Linked DNA regions of Sus scrofa: region 1 is linked to region 2. The links are chromatin contacts, called in public HiChIP or PLAC-seq maps. All regions are on one chromosome and are shown on one strand. Each heading gives the region's core, a stretch centred on a gene start, on an enhancer-like site or on the middle of the called end of the contact. The rest is flanking DNA. Distances are from core to core; before and after follow the strand shown. Region 1 holds the start of LOC110259923 (oleosin-B6-like). Region 2 holds the start of ARID1B (AT-rich interactive domain-containing protein 1B).

What was found. HiChIP or PLAC-seq counts read pairs in DNA pulled down with a chosen protein or histone mark.
Region 1: a contact with region 2 is called in an H3K27ac HiChIP or PLAC-seq map of skeletal muscle. The contact joins the promoter of LOC110259923 here to the promoter of ARID1B in region 2. A contact is called at or near these places in 2 of 5 promoter capture datasets (fetal skeletal muscle and liver), 19 of 47 Hi-C or Micro-C datasets (alveolar macrophages, brain, embryonic fibroblasts and 10 more) and 2 of 2 datasets of contacts at active chromatin or transcription factors (alveolar macrophages and skeletal muscle).

What each region holds. Positions count from the first base shown.
Region 1 is chr1:10,310,712-10,314,534 of Sscrofa11.1, reverse strand. It overlaps LOC110259923 (oleosin-B6-like), which reads left to right and starts at 1,533. Exons shown (of 2, transcript XM_021086562.1): 1 at 1,533-3,455. The coding sequence starts at 2,930.
Region 2 is chr1:10,225,380-10,229,463 of Sscrofa11.1, reverse strand. It overlaps ARID1B (AT-rich interactive domain-containing protein 1B), which reads left to right and starts at 2,083. Exons shown (of 21, transcript XM_021071898.1): 1 at 2,083-3,728. The coding sequence starts at 2,109.

The DNA of each region.
Region 1 (3,823 bases), core at 284-2,783, 86 kb before region 2:
GCTCCTGAAAAATATTTTTCACCAGGCTCATTATGTGTATATACATATATATACACATACATATATCAACCAGATCAAAATTTTTTTAAAAAAAGTAATCTCTTTAAGCAAATTAAGGAAAAACCCCCAAACATTGTACGTACAAATTAAATTATACCTTAGAGATTTGTGAGCCTGAATTGACTTCCTGCCCACACCTTTCCATCCCTCATACCCTTCTTGGGTGAATTAACCGCGATGGAGGAGAAGTGTCCAGTGACTGCTGCAGCCACGGTAGATGCAACAGGTTTCATGGGAAGGGAGGCACTGCAGAGCCAAGGGCACTGGCTCCATCATACATGGGAGGATGTATATTCCAAGTGATCATTTAGTATTATAAATATTAAAATAAAACCCGAGATCTGCTCATGTTGGTGCCTACTAAAATTAGAAAATATTTGTCCTCCTGAACTCTTAACATTTTGAAAATCCCAGGAAAGGTAGAACTGCACCAGAAAGAAGCTGAAGAAAAAAAAAAAAAAAAAAAAAACCTGTGAGCAAAGGCCAGCTCAAACCCTAGATAGCTTTCCTCCCTCCTAAATGCATGTTATAAAAAATAAACAATATTTTCATTTAACAACAGATGGTTTAACACTCATTGCTATGCCAGGACCTAGCAGTGCATAAATGGCTTCTCCTTCTTAGAAAAAGCATCTTCTATTCCCAGTTGGACTCTAAGCCCCCAGAGGAAAGGCTTACAGAATTGTGTGTCTTTATGTTGCTCAGCTTAATAGCCTTCAGGAATAAGGGCTAGCATTGTGGATGGTGAAGAAAAACCCTGGGGCAGGAGGAAAGGGGCAAGGAGGAGACTGCGAGCTACTAGCTTATTTCATTTAAGTTTATTATAACAAGCAGTTTTGGTATCTACTCTAAAATTAAGATATTAATAAAAGCTATAATTTACTCATTTCATACTCATTACTTATTATCTCTTATTATTCTATGGGTTGTCTGTGCTCAGCTGGGTACTCTTTGCTTCGGGTCTTTCATGCAACTACAGTGCGAAGGCAGCTGGGCTGAAGTTGTCAGGAGGTTCAACAGGACTGGACTTCCAATATGGCTAATTCACTTGGAGGGCAGTTGATGTTATCTGTTGTCTGGGAACTCATTGCTGAGAGCAAATGCATGCTATCAAGCTGAGCACTGCAGATGACCTGGGCTCCACATGCTTCTCAAAGAATGCAGCTGGGTTCTGAGAGAGAGACAGTGTCCCAAGAGGGAGCATTCCACGGGATCGAGGTATCGAAGCAGCAATATTCTTATGATGTAGCCTTGAAGGTCACAGAGTGTCACCTCAGCTGCAGCCCAAATCATGGCAGGGACTACACAAGAGTTTGAATAAAGGAGGCATGGCTCCTGGATGGCGGCATCTTTGGAGAAGGAAAGCATTTCTATAAATTCTTACATATATAAATATCCAAGGGAAATTGCCCTGAAAATGCTCCTTGCTCCTTTTTTGTTCTTCAGAGAGACTGAAAGAAAAGGAAGAACTGGGTAGGAGTGAAGGCAGGAATGCAGGTTGAGGAGCACTGGAAGAGACCATGGAAAGGAAGAGTCCACCACCCGGTCCAGCTGAATTCCCTCACAATAAGGAAGGAATTTTGTTTGTTAAACTTGTAAACATTTAAGCCCTATTGACTCCTCCAAGAGGCCATGCAGAGAGGGTGTATAGTTGTGTTCCTGTGTTAAAGAATGGATTTAAAAGGCCTGTTTCCCTTTCCCACTGTAGTAGGTAAATAGCCATATAACCCTCAACCATTTTTATCACATTATTGATCACTTTCTCTACCTACAAGGCAATAATTTTCCACTCTGTAACCCAATCAGTATGCCATCTACCACTGTTAATTCCCCACCCTACCTTTCTCTTCACATTCATAGATTTCAGATTTTTTTTAAAATTACAACTTCTTTTTAAAGTTTCAGACAATGTAAGTCTGTGGTATCTTACAAAGCTATTAGTTTGGTTTCAGTGTTTTTAAAAAAACCAAGCTCTTGCTCTCAACTGTTAAAAGCCCAAGAGTTTAAAGAACTTGAGTCACAGTACACCTTATTTGTCCCCTTGTGTCTGGATACTGCAGCCCTAGGTGTTTTGTATAATGCATGAGTGAACCCCGCTTAGAAATAGAAATGCATTTTCAATAAGTATTTATTATGTTGTTCTGAGCATACAGCTTTAAATTTGCCTGCTGTAGCTTGAAGCATTACACAAACTGTTGGTCTGCTGACTGCCTCTCTGGCAGCAACACACACAGAAAATAGATTGCTAAGGGTTTTTTCCTCTCCTCCCCCTCTCTTCTCTCTCTCTCCCTTCTCTCTCTTTTTTTAAACCAGTCGTGAACATTTTTTAATCTTGTGGTATTTTTAATCAACACGTATTTCCTTCCAGGACCTATGATCCTCTATTGATTCCCATTAAAATGCTTTTCTTTTCTTTGCCCCCTCTGCTGATCGAATTTCAGATCAGCCACAGGATATGCAGCTAACCTTCCGGCACTACTGAACCCAACCGAGCGAGGGTGATCAAAAGGCTTGATGCATTCATTAAACATTCTCTCCGCCCGGGCTGGAGCTCTAATGGAAGCTATCTCTTTGCATTGCAATTTCTTTTCCTTTTTTGTCTTTCCCCCACCTCCAAAAAATGTTTTTTGCCTTTGATCGCAGGGGAGGTGGGGGGGCGGGGGGAGAACAGGAGAACAAAAGAGACCTATCTTTTTCCCCGGGGCTGACGTCAGTTTGATTTTACTGACAACTATTCGAGCGTGTGTAGCAGTTGGAAGCGGCCCCTTGCCCGCCCCCGCCCCCCACACCTTCCACTTTAGGGAGAAAACAAGACTTTTAGCGGCTCCGAGACGCGCCCTGAAAATGGCCCACTCGGGCTCAGCTTTAGATGCCCTCCCGCCCGCTCAGCAAAGGGCATTCGAGGCTTATTTGTGTGGCACGATCTTTACTGGGGCGGAAAACACGCGGCGGGGGAGGAGCGGGAACAGGCGCGGGCCGGGCGGGGAGAGCAGGAATGTTCCCTCCCGGCCGCGGGAGGAGGACTCGGGCGGGGAATTGCGTCCGAGGCCGCGCGGCCTCCGGCTCCCGTCGGCTGCGGGCGGGGCGGCAGCGCGAGGGCCCCCGGCGCGCGGAGCCGGGGCGCGGGGACCCGCCACCCCCGCAGGCGCGGCGCTGCCCCCACGCCCGGGCCGTGGCGGCCTCGGCGGCGCCAGCTCCCTGCCCGGCGAGCGCGGCGGCGGCGGGCGGCCCGCAAAACCCGGGCCGGATCTGGCGCGGACGGGGTCGGGCGGCCGCGGAGGTGGGAGCGGCGCGGGATGGCGGGAAGAGCCGGAGAAGCGGCGTCGGCTCCAAGGTGTGCGGCGCTGGGAGGCTTTTCTCCCGGATCGCGCACGTGGCCTGTGGCCGAGGCGCAGGTGAGCTGGACCCCGGAGAGATTCCCTGTCGGGCCTCGAAGAGAGCGTGTCCAGTGAGGGCGCAGCCCGTCCTAAAGTTGGTTGCCAGGAGCTGAAGATCTGTAACCGACCTAAACCATTTCTGGAAAAGTCATATTTTCCAGGCTTTTGTGGAAGAGTCATTACTTCTATTCTAAATAGAGGGAGAATGTGCGTCCATTTCGGGGAGAAAGAAAGATGTGAGAAGGACCCTGATTCCGGGGAATATAGGGAATGGGCTTGGACCTGTGCCTGGTGTCCACCCACTAGTTCCTTCCCCTGAGCACAGCTGTGGCATTTGTTCATTAAGGTCGGGCACTTACTATCAACAAATTTGGTGAATTTGAAAA
Region 2 (4,084 bases), core at 834-3,333:
ATGTCAAAGAGGCACACTAACAAAGATGTAGTATTCTCTTGGCAAAAATTGATGAATTATTTGGCATGAATTCACCTTACAGTTCTGTTATTCTCTCTTATACATGATGCTATAACTCCTGTTTTCCAGTTGTTTGCAGAGAATTGCAATTTGTTGTTTTACACTCTATAATGACCCTTGGGTGTGCACCTGAGTCCCCTCCCCCCAATTAGTCACCAGTTTTTCACATCTATCCTTTTCTATTTAGTCATGTAACATATTAATACTTCCTCAAGCAAACAAAAATAACCCCTGTGGTTGAAATAAACTAAAATAGTCTTTATGGAAAGCTTAAGAATGAGGTGATTTTGGAAAACTACATTCTACCAAAATCATATATGTTATTTCAGCTAGCATGACCTCTTGAAAGCTCTGCTTTCAAATGCTTTCTCTCCATGAAAACTGAGTCCACACTAATACAACTGAGCCATTGTTTAGGTTAAGAAGTCCTGCTTTTGAAGATATTCAGGATGTTACTAGGTGAGAAATTCACAATAAAAAAATTTAAAACATCATAAAGTGATAAAACAATAGCTAATATTAAAAGAACAAAGCATGAACCCTTTTAGCTCTAGGATTAGATTTGATGGATTTATATCATCATTGATTTTATGTTTATTAAATAACATGTTACTTTTTTTTAGTTTTGTCTCACATTGCTTAGAAATGAACTCATATCAAGAGGGTTAATTGTGCACATAACCTCTGAAATACGATGCAGGTATGATGTCATACAGATTTATGAAGACATGAGATAAACCTTTGCAGTCGCTATTATGGCACCAGGAGTTAAATTTCCACGTGCAAGTTGCTGGGAGCATAACGCACCACGCTACGTATTTGAAGACTTTCTCTTCAGAGCGAGGACAGACAAGTGCATGGGAAGGAAAAATGCTCCTTTGGGATTACTTTATGTTTTCATTGATAAGCCTACGTACACATATAAGATGCCTTAAAAAAAGTTATATCAACGTTATTTTTGGGGCAGGTGCAATCAACCTAAGCATTTATTGAGTACCTGCTGTGTACAGGGCACAGCGCTTCTGGAATGCGGCTAACCTTCACTTAAACTCTTTCCTAATTATGCAGTTTAAAGAAGTTGTGGGAATTACATTGACGGCCCGAAATCAAGGCAGAGAGGCTAACATGCTGAAAAATTACATAACTCTTGGGAGAGGCAGTGCTTTTGCACAGATTGCCCAAATATCTTCTTTCTCCGTCGGCTCCTCGTAACCTTTGAGGCCAACAGACAACTTTGTTCCCCAGCCCTTCTCCCTCTTTTGTCTGCTCGTCAGACTCGTTTTCCACCTTTGAATCGTTCCTTTTAGACGTGAAAACAAACACGCGAACGCCCGGTTGGCAAGGAGACGGAGGCACGAGGGGAAAGTGCAGCCTCCCGTCGCCCCACGCCGCCGCGCGCCCGGCGCCGGCCGAGCGGCCCGAGCCCCCGGCCCGGGGCCGCCGGTGCCCGCGAGGCTGCGCCCGGGCGGGCAGGCGGGCGGAGGGCGCCGCGGGCGGCGGCGGCCCGGGCCGAGTCCAGTCCGCGTTTTGCGAGTGCGCACGAGTAATCAGAGAGAAGTGGATAATAGTTGCTCGGGCTCGCTCGGCTCCCTCTCATGCCATGCTGGGCCCGATAGGCTCAGTGAGTCGTGTATTTACCCATATCCGGGTTAGAGAGGAAAAGAGAAAAGTTTCATTTAAACCTGAACTAAAAACTTTCACCATGAAATCACACAGCGGGAACAGGCCCAGACCGTAAGGCGTGACTCCCGGTTCGGCTCCGGCGGGGCCTGTGGAGGGGGAGGGGGCTCGCTCGATTCCCGTCGGGGCGTGTGGATGCGCACAGGAGGGGCCGCAGACTAAAAAGTGGGTTTTATTGTCTCCCCCCGCCCCCCGCCCGGCCTCGCCACGCCGCGGCGATCATGGCCGCGCGGGCAGCAGCGGCGGCGCGGGCGCGGGCGGGCAGCGGCGAGCGGCGGGCGCCCCCCGGGCCGCGGCCGGCGCTCGGGGCCCGGGACCTGGAGGCGGGGGCGCGCGGCGCGGCGGCGGCGGCGGCGGCACCGGGACCCATGCTGGGGGGCGGCGGCGACGGCGGCGGCCTGAATAATGTGCACCACCACCCCCTGCACCCCCGTCACGAACTGAACATGGCCCATAACGCGAGCGCGGCGGCCGCCGCCGCCAGCACTAACAGCGCCAAGAGCGGCGGCTCCGAGGCGGCTCTGAAGGAGGGTGGAAGCGCCGCCGCGCTGTCCTCCTCCTCCTCCGCGGCGGCGTCCTCCTCTTCCTCCTCGTTGGGCCCGGGCTCGGCCATGGAGACGGGGCTGCTCCCCAACCACAAACTGAAAACCGTTGGCGAAGCCCCCGCCGCACCGCCCCACCAGCAGCACCACCACCACCACCATGCCCACCACCACCACCACCATGCCCACCACCTCCACCACCACCACCACGCACTACAGCAGCAGCTAAACCAGTTCCAGCAGCAGCAGCAGCAACAGCAGCAGCAGCAGCAACATCCCATTTCCAACAACAACAGCCTCAGCGGCGCGGGCGGCGGCACGGCTCAGCCCGGTCCCGACATGGAGCAGCCGCAACATGGAGGCGCCAAGGACAGTGCCGCGGGCAGCCAGGCCGACCCCCCGGGCCAGCCTCTGCTGAGCAAGCCGGGCGACGAGGACGACGCGCCGCCCAAGATGGGGGAGCCGGCAGGCGGCCGCTACGAGCAGCCGGGCCTGGGCGCCCTGGGCGCGCAGCCGCCGCCGGTCGCTGTGCCCGGGGGCGGCAGCAGTGGCGGCGGCCCGGCGGCCGTCTCGGAGTTTAATAATTACTATGGCAGCGCTGCCCCTGCTAGCGGCGGCCCCGGCGGCCGCGCTGGGCCTTGCTTTGATCAACATGGCGGACAACAAAGCCCCGGGATGGGGATGATGCACTCCGCCTCAGCCACCGCCGGAGCCCCCAACAGCATGGACCCCCTGCAGAACTCCCACGAAGGGTACCCCAACAGCCAGTACAACCATTATCCGGGCTACAGCCGGCCCAGCGCGGGCGGCGGCGGCGGCGGCGGCGGTGGCGGAGGAGGAGGAGGAGGAGGAGGAGGAGGAGGAGGAGGAGGCAGCGGAGGAGGAGGAGGAGGAGGAGGAGCAGGAGCGGGAGCTGTGGCGGCGGCGGCCGCGGCGGCGGCAGCAGCAGCAGGAGGCGGCGGCGGCGGCTATGGGGGCTCGTCCTCGGGGTACGGGGTGCTGAGCTCCCCCCGGCAGCAGGGCGGCGGCATGATGATGGGCCCCGGGGGCGGCGGGGCCGCGAGCCTCAGCAAGGCGGCCGCCGGCGCGGCGGCGGGGGGCTTCCAGCGCTTCGCCGGGCAGAACCAGCACCCGTCGGGGGCCACCCCGACCCTCAACCAGCTGCTCACCTCGCCCAGCCCCATGATGAGGAGCTACGGCGGCAGCTACCCCGACTACAGCAGCCCCAGCGCGCCGCCGCCGCCGCCGCCGCCGTCGCAGCCCCAGTCCCAGGCGGCGGCGGCGGGGGCGGCGGCGGGCGGCCAGCAGGCGGCCGCGGGCATGGGCTTGGGCAAGGACATGGGCGCCCAGTACGCCGCTGCCAGCCCGGCCTGGGCGGCCGCGCAACAAAGGAGCCACCCGGCGATGAGCCCCGGCACCCCCGGCCCGACCATGGGCAGATCCCAGGTAACCCCCGCGCCGGTCGGGCCTGCTTCCGCCGCGGCGGCCTCGCGGCGCGCCGCGAGCCCTAGTTTCTTTCTTTCCGCGTACTTTTTCTGCGTCTTCTGTCGGGGGAGGCGGGGGCGAGACGCCCAAAGCCATTTTAACTCGCGGCTGCCTCCTTCCGAGGCCGGGCAGCGCGCGGGGTCCGACTGCGCGGCGCGGGGCCCGGGGCCTGGGGAGGGGGTCTGGCCGAGGCCCGGGACGGGCGCCGCGGTTGCCGGTCGCGCAGCACCCGCCCGGCCACCCCACCCCAGGCGCCGAGCCGCGCGTGCGGGAGTCGGGGACCGCGCCGCCGGGAAGCCGTGTGGGCGCCGGGGACC